Regions from separate parts of the Hordeum vulgare genome. Here region 1 is linked to region 2. A link is a contact called in public Hi-C data. All regions are on one chromosome and are shown on one strand. Each heading gives the region's core, a stretch centred on a gene start, on an enhancer-like site or on the middle of the called end of the contact. The rest is flanking DNA. Distances are from core to core; before and after follow the strand shown. Region 1 holds the start of LOC123448676 (putative potassium transporter 8). Region 2 has its middle 440 kb from the start of LOC123448676.

Region 1 (3,706 bases), core at 880-3,379, 440 kb after region 2:
AGTTGTTAACATCAATTATTTACATTATGGACATCGTTTTGATGATGAATTGTCGATACATAGTGTGACCACTTGGGAATGTCAAGCCATTGTGGTTATATATTTTTTAGCCATAAACTTTTCGTTTCACATGTTAGAGTTTTCATTTTCAAATTTGTATGAATTGGATTCCTATGCTCAAAATCTCAGTTTCATAGGGAAAAATCCATCAGCTAACATACAATTTTTTTTCATGTACAAGATGCTGGTTTGATCATATTTAAAGAGAAGGAAATGAATAGGGTGAAGAAATCTCATCGTATAATCTCCTCTCCAATTCACACTCATAGAAGGCGCTATTATTGTCCCCTCTGAATCATGCTCATAGTTTACTACACTGCATATAAATAATTAAATTGGCATGTTGTTGTAAGGACTGAAATGAGATAATTAACTTTTATTATTTTTTTATTCTATGATCAAAAGTTGTTCACTTGTGCTTATTGATAATGATAAACATTCCCTATTTAGTAGATATGCTATCAAATATTAATTATTCCCTATTTACTAGAGTTGTGGTAATCATGTGTTAATTCTTCAACACCTTAATTACTCCCTATTTAGTAGATATGATGTCAAATAGTTTTTAGTAGAGTACTACAGTTCTTATACATGCAAACTTGGTTTTTCAATGTGAGATTCACTGAGAGTGAGAAATGGATATTAAGTCTTCTCGTTTACTACGTTTACTACTAAACAGTGGGAGCACGTTGATCTTTTCCAAATAGTCAAGCCAATAACTGATTCAGCTATAATCAGGTAACAAGTTGTGCTCAAAACCACAGTTTTCTACGTGTGTAAAACTGAGAGCAACCGTGGACATTTAATAGGCTCCTTGTGGGTGTACCTACTGGCATCGTGGCATAGACCTCTAGCCCCTCTTGAGCACGACCTCCTTCTTGCCTTGCACATGTAGGCCTTCCCGTTTAGCTCACTGCATCGGAACTTGTTGTCGCCCTTGCACATGTAGGCCTTCCGAAAGGGCGGCGGAACGCGAGACGCCCGAGATCCTGGAGCGCGACCTCAACCGAGGTCCTAGCCTCCACCGCTATGGCGAATAAACCCGGGAAACGGGTGGTGAAAGGCGACTCACCAGCCTAGCGATCCAGCCAGAATAATGTAGAGGACCCGGAACCAATCGATGTGGAAGAACCAATGCGAAGGACCGGGAGCAACTGGATGATCGATTGCCAGAACTAAGAACCTCCGGAGCACTGGAAGAATGCCAGCGGCTGGCCTGAAGATACTTGTTCCTAATGATGTCGAGCCAGAGGCCACCGTCACCGTTGGCGATTCTCCAAAGCCACTTAGTCAGCAAGGCGATGTTCATGCGCTTGGACGACATGATCCCCAGACCGCCTTGGTCGCGAGGCTTGCAGATGTCGGGCTAGCTCACCATGTGATATTTCTGCTTATCGCCCTCTCCGGTCCAGTAAAAACGAGACTGGTCAATGGCTTCTTTGTGCAACATGATTTTCTTCCCGTGAGTTGAACTCTATGTTATTACGACATTGAGACTAGAACGACCGAGAAGCTTCTTGATGTGGTGATAAAGCTACTAAATAACCTGTTCGCTGTATGAAGTTTGGATGAGTAAACATTGATAGTATTTTAAATTTTTTGGCTCTCTATACTTTGTCACATGCAGCCATGTGCGTGTATGATAATATCAATGGATTGTTGTTTATTTTTGATTCATTGAGTACTTGGTTTTCAAGTTTGGTTGAAGAACCATGTTAGCTTAAAGTTGAGGACGTAAGATGCGTGTTAGTGAAGGCATGCATTATTCTTAATTTATTTATGCTTTGTGAGTTTCATCGTATTTTTTTAAAGCCGGCGGCAACACGAGCGTTCTACTAGTAGATAGGTACTAGATGTGACCTTGAGAGTGAGTATTTTATTTTATTTTCCGCCTCCCTCGTTTCCCTCCGGTTTCATTGCCGTTCTTTGGCTTTTATTTTTATTTTTATTGGAGCTCTTGGTCATATTGTTGGTAGGGAGTGAATGTGAGTGGAGTGGAGTGGGAGCGGTGTTGGGTCTCCCAGAACACGCGGACGTGGCCCTCCTATTTTCCCATCCCGGTACGGTAACCCCTCCCCTCCGGGCAGAGGCAGAGGAGGGTGGCTCCACCATCTTTTTTCACCGTGGCATGTGCCTTTCGCCTTTTCTGGTCCGCTAGCTGCCGAGCTCTATCCCCTTCCTCCAGTCCCGTTCAGTCTTCAGCTCAATCCTTGCACTCTTCCGCTCTTCTACGTTGTTTTGTTTCGAGGTACTTGTCTATATTTTCTTCCGCTCGCTCTTGTATTTTTGGGCAAGCAGATTTGTCTGGGTTTTGGTAACGGCAGCGTATTTCTGTACTATGTAAGATTAGCTTTCGCCTGTTTCTTGCGGCAGGAAATCAGTAAAAGCCAAGTGTTATGTGCGAAGGAGGCTGATTGATTGATTGATTGATTTCTCACGGTCACGGAGCAATGGATCTTGAGTTCGGGAGGGGAATGAGATCCCCGCAGGTTCGTCTATTTCCCAAACTGCTGAGTGAGTAATCATGGGAAGGGAGCAACCCGTTGTTTATGTTGGTGTTGGGATTGTTGCATTTGCAATTGCAGAGGGACTCATGGAGGACCACCATGCTCCTGGCGTACCAGAGCCTCGGGGTGGTGTACGGGGACCTGAGCATATCCCCCCTCTACGTCTTCAAGAGCACCTTCGCCGAGGATATCCAGCACTCAGACACCAACGAGGAGATCTTCGGCGTCCTCTCCTTCGTCTTCTGGACGCTCACCCTCATCCCTCTCATCAAGTATGTCTCCATTGTCCTCAGAGCCGACGACAATGGCGAGGGTATGCGCTCTTCTTCTTCTTCTTCTTCTTCTTCTTCTTCTTCTCCAGGTCTCAGACATGTTCGGTTCCAAGAAGAAGAAGGGCTCTTGTGACAATCTCTTTGTTCCGCAGGAGGGACGTTTGCCCTCTACTCGCTGATTTGCCGGCATGCCAATGTGAGCCTCTTGCCCAACAGGCAGATTGCGGACGAGGAGCTCTCCACCTACAAGCTGGAGCGCAACCCTGAAACCGTCGACAAGACCCGCGTCAAGGTGTGGCTCGAGAAGCACAAGAACCTGCACACCGCCCTCCTCGTCATGGTTCTCATTGGAACCTGCATGGTCATTGGGGACGGTGTCCTCACGCCGGCTATATCTGGTTGCCTTGCCACCCCCAACCTTTCTTTGCTCAGCCTGGTTGGCTGTTTTCAATCAATATACTAATGACTGGTTGCTAACTTTGGATTCTGTCTTTCAACCATGACAGTGTTTTCGGCTGTGTCAGGTCTTGAGTTCTCCTTGTCCAAAGATCACCATGAATGTGCGCCTTCTCTCTTAAATTCTTTTTGCTTTCAGTAATCTTTGCAAGCGATTTAAATAAAGTTTAGACTAAGATGATAGACACTGGTCAAAACTTCAGTCCACCAGTTCAGACTACTTGCATGCAAAAATCATTCAATACCATGCTCGTTGACTTTGACTTGTGATCTTTTGGGTTGGACATATTCCAAGAGTATTCCCGTTCCCGGCATATCCCCTTTTACTGTATGTAGGATTGTTTAAAGACGAATAAAAATGGGATAATGGGTGCCCTCGATATCCGATATGGATGTTTGACAAGTATCTGC
Region 2 (3,950 bases), core at 1,210-3,709:
AATTGTGTGAATTTTGAAGAATTAACTGTTGGATGTATCGAATTATTATTGTTTGTTTTCTAAAAAAAATTATTAAAATTCAGAATAAATCTTTGAGTTACCAAGATTTTTTACAACAATGATATATATTTATTGAAAATGTAAAGATTGCTTCAACTTGTGAATAAATTTAAAAGAAGAAACATTTTCTTTTATTTGTGCATAAAATTTTAAAATCAAGCGATGATATATGAACATAATGTAGTCACCATCATTGAAGATTATATTTCTTTTCGTAGCAACGCACGGACCATTTTGCTAGTCTCTCCCTAATAATAAAGCAAATTCGATTTCTGGTCGTCCGTCATGAAAATAACTCTAATGTTTTCATAAATTACCCACCATGCCACCGGTAAGTAATAGAAAATGTTTCACCAAGCGAAAAATCTTAAACTGTGTCGGCCCATGTAAAAATCTCATATATTACGCTCTGCACGCTGGGAGCATATCCAGCACACCGTATGGGCCGGCCCATGCACAGGCGCCTGCTTTTAGTTCTATTTATTTATTTGTTTTCAGTTCCGTTTTATTTTTTTAATTTTAAATAAGTTAGAACTTTAAATAATCTTTAAAATTTTAATAAACTGAAAATTACAAATCAACATATTTAAAAAATTAAAATGTTTGTGACTTCAAAAATTGTTCGGAGTTTTGTAAAAAATGCTCGCATATACAATAAAATGTTTTCAATTTTATAAAAATGTTTGTACAATAAGAATAGTCCATGATCTCAAGTACAATTTCATGTATTAAAACTATTAAATGCATTTAACAAAATGCTTTCTAATTCAAAATATGTCCTAAAATTTTAAAAATAACTAATGCGTGTTTTGCTAGTTTCTTTTTATTATTTAAAATTTTCCGTTCCATTTTTGTTTATTTATAATTTAAATAATTTAGAATTACGAAAATAAGAATTTGGATTAAAATGCTGACGAATATTTATTTTGAATTAAAAATAGGATTCAAAAAAAGCGCCGGATTTTTATATTTTTTTTGCAAATTCCAAAACAATGTCCATGAATTTAATGAATATATTACTGATTTATAAAAATGTTTGTTTATTCCGAAAAACTTCATGCATTTCAAAAAATGTTTGTGAATTTAAAATAAAATCCTCCAACATCAAAAATTATGTTCGTCTTTTCTTGAATTGGTGGCCAATTCAAAAGAAAATATTTAAACCCGTTCGAAATATAAAAAATATTCATGATTTTTAGTAAATGTTTGTAAATTGTAAAAAATGTTTTCGATTTTAAAATCGTTCCCATATTTGTAAAATTGTTGACGAAAGATCTAATGTATGTAGTTAAACATTAATGCTTCAAAGTCTTTGAGACAATATACCTGTGTGAATTTTAAAGAATTAACTGTTGGATGGATTGGATTATTAAATGTTGTACAAATATTTTTCTAAAATTGCAAACATTTTATTGTATATGCGAGTATTTTTTACAAAACTCCGAGCAGTTTTCGAAGTCACAAACATTTTAATTTTTGAAATGTGTTGATTTATAATTTTCAGTTTATTAAAATTTTAAAGATTATTTGAAGTTCTAAATTATATAAAATAAAAAAATAAAACAGAACTGGAAATAAATAAATAAATGGAAAAAAAGCAGCCGCTTGTGCATGGGCCGGCCATACGGTGTGTTGGATATTCTCCCAGCATGCAGAACGTAATATAGGACATTTTTACATAGACCGGCCCAGTCTAAGATTTTTTGCTTTATGAAACGTTTTCTATTACTTACCGGTGGCATGATGGTAATTTATGCAAACTTTAGGGATAATTTTCAAGACGGACAATCAGAAACCGTATTTGCTTTATTATTAGAGACATATATATATATATGTATATATATATATATATGAGAGGGGGACCGATTGGGTAGGGATGTTGCTCAGAGTCCGGCAATCCCACGGTGACTTACTAGTAATAAAAAAGCGAATACTATTTCTCGTCGTCCGTCGTCGTGGCTTTTTTGTGAAAAAGCTCCTAGGATTTCAAGTATTCAACGCGCTATCCCTACATAAGTGGATTTGAAAAAACGTTTCAACTTTGCAAAATAACCCCTGCGTATTTAGAATTCCGTCTGCGCTCCTTTCTTCGTTCTATCCAGGGCAAAGAAGGTGGAAGAGGGGCAACTTCGGCTGGGCGGCCGGACTCGCGATTGTTGTCCCACATCGCTCCTTTCAACTGATTCATATCAATTTATGTACAAATGAAGATTATCTGTAATATCAATCAGCCTCCTCAAAAAAAACAATAGGAGCAAATATGGATCTCGGGCGAGGGAATGAGGAGGGATCCAGCAGCAGCGCACCGGCGCTCTGGATCTGGTCTGGAACGGGGCGGCGGAGGGGTTGTCATGCAGTAGAGGACATGCCCGACGGTGGCGCTCCGGTAACCTGGGAGCAGAGAAGGCCAGACGAGGCAGCGACTTGCTGTCACTGGAGCAGGCGAGGCGTCGTCATGGCGCGTTATGAAGGTGACCAGCCGGAGGTGGAGCGCGAGAGGCGGCGGCGCTCCGGCAGCCTGGGAGCAAAGAAGGCCGGACGAGAGGCAGCGACTTCCTAGCGCCGGAGGAGGCGAGGCGTCGCCATGGCGCGGTATGACGGCGACCTGCCGGAGGTGGAGCGAGAGAGGCGGCGGCGCTCCGGCAGCCTGGGAGCAGAGAAGGCCGGAGGAGGTGAGGCGTCGCCATGGCGCGGTATGAAGGCGACCCGCCGGAGGTGGAGCGAGAGAGATTAGGCGGCGCGTTGGATGCGGGTCTGCAGATGGTGCATGGAGGGGGGATCCCGCAAGTGTGTGCAGCTTTGGGTGAGGAGTGGGCAGGGCCGTGGGGATCCCGTCGGTGGCAGGCAACAAGATAAGGCTATGAGGAATTATGAGTCCGCTGGAGAAGCACAATGAGGTGTGTCGCTTCTTCTAGACCATGTTGTCTCTTTTCTTTTTGTGTCCACAACCCATAAAAAGCTCCGAATCCATCAGGAGGATGTGTTAGTGTGCACACAATCTTTTTTTGCTAGACATTTATTTACCGTTCACTAGCCTTTGACAATCTGATTCATAATGTCATAACATTTTTTTCTTTGCTTCCTAAATTGTTTTCATAAAAAACATAACACTAGCCACACATGCACCGTCATTAATTAACTTACTCATGCTTATTTGAAACGATGTTTAGGGATACCTGAGTACATTTTTTTATTTAAACAAAAAATATAGTAAATAAAATTAAAAGGTAAACTACTTAAAACTAGCTTTCTACTTTCTTAAACAAAGGATTACAGAAGTTGTTATCTATACGACAATGACTTCACGGTTAACACACACAAAAGAAGAATGCATTCCTCGACGTCGGACAAAGTATACGATATTTTTAAAAGGTGCAATTAAAATCTTCACAGGCCGGTAAAAACCTCCATCTCGTGTACGTGTTAGTTGATCTTCATGGACGGGTAAAAACCTCCAAAACTATGCACAGTTGCCGGTTGGTACTACATATTCTTTTGAATGTCGAATTTGACTTTATTTGCGTCCCTCACAAACTCGTACTCATTGGCTACTAGGACACGAAAACAAAAAAGAAACAAACATCATGATATTTCTAGCCCGTTGCAATGCACGGGCATTTGTACTAGTATCAAAAAAATCACACGGAGTTTCAGGTTGAATCTAGAAGAGGTAAAAATAATGGTTTATAAAAATGGTTTGGCAATTTTTACAGACTATAAATTTAGACAAGTTAGAATTTAATACAACCTTGAATAAATCTAAAATCCAAGAAAAATAACTTCAACGTGAATAAATCTAAAAATCACACGGGGTTCTTGGCATGGTTTAGAATTTATCGAAAAATAATGGGTATTACGCTGAAATAGAAAATGCCACTACATAAAATAAT

Evidence for each region. A called contact is a pair of places that touch in the nucleus more often than the background predicts.
Region 1: a Hi-C map of seedling shows a contact between it and region 2, with 2.3 times the contacts expected there. The contact joins the promoter of LOC123448676 here to the enhancer-like site in region 2. A contact is called at or near these places in 3 of 6 Hi-C or Micro-C datasets (leaf and seedling) and 1 of 1 datasets of contacts at active chromatin or transcription factors (embryo).

Annotation. Positions count from the first base shown.
Region 1 is chr4H:384,247,056-384,250,761 of MorexV3_pseudomolecules_assembly, forward strand. It overlaps LOC123448676 (putative potassium transporter 8), which reads left to right and starts at 2,130. Exons shown (of 10, transcript XM_045125644.1): 1 at 2,130-2,308; 2 at 2,434-2,549; 3 at 2,646-2,880; 4 at 2,992-3,237; 5 at 3,346-3,399. The coding sequence starts at 2,511.
Region 2 is chr4H:383,809,787-383,813,736 of MorexV3_pseudomolecules_assembly, forward strand. No RefSeq gene overlaps it. Among protein-coding and RNA genes, the nearest start is that of LOC123448676, 440 kb to the right of the region's middle. Within about 2 kb of position 2,460, at least 3 of the 3 cell types and tissues checked have open chromatin away from gene starts, as enhancers often do. A contact at or near this core is called in leaf and seedling, where this site is marked.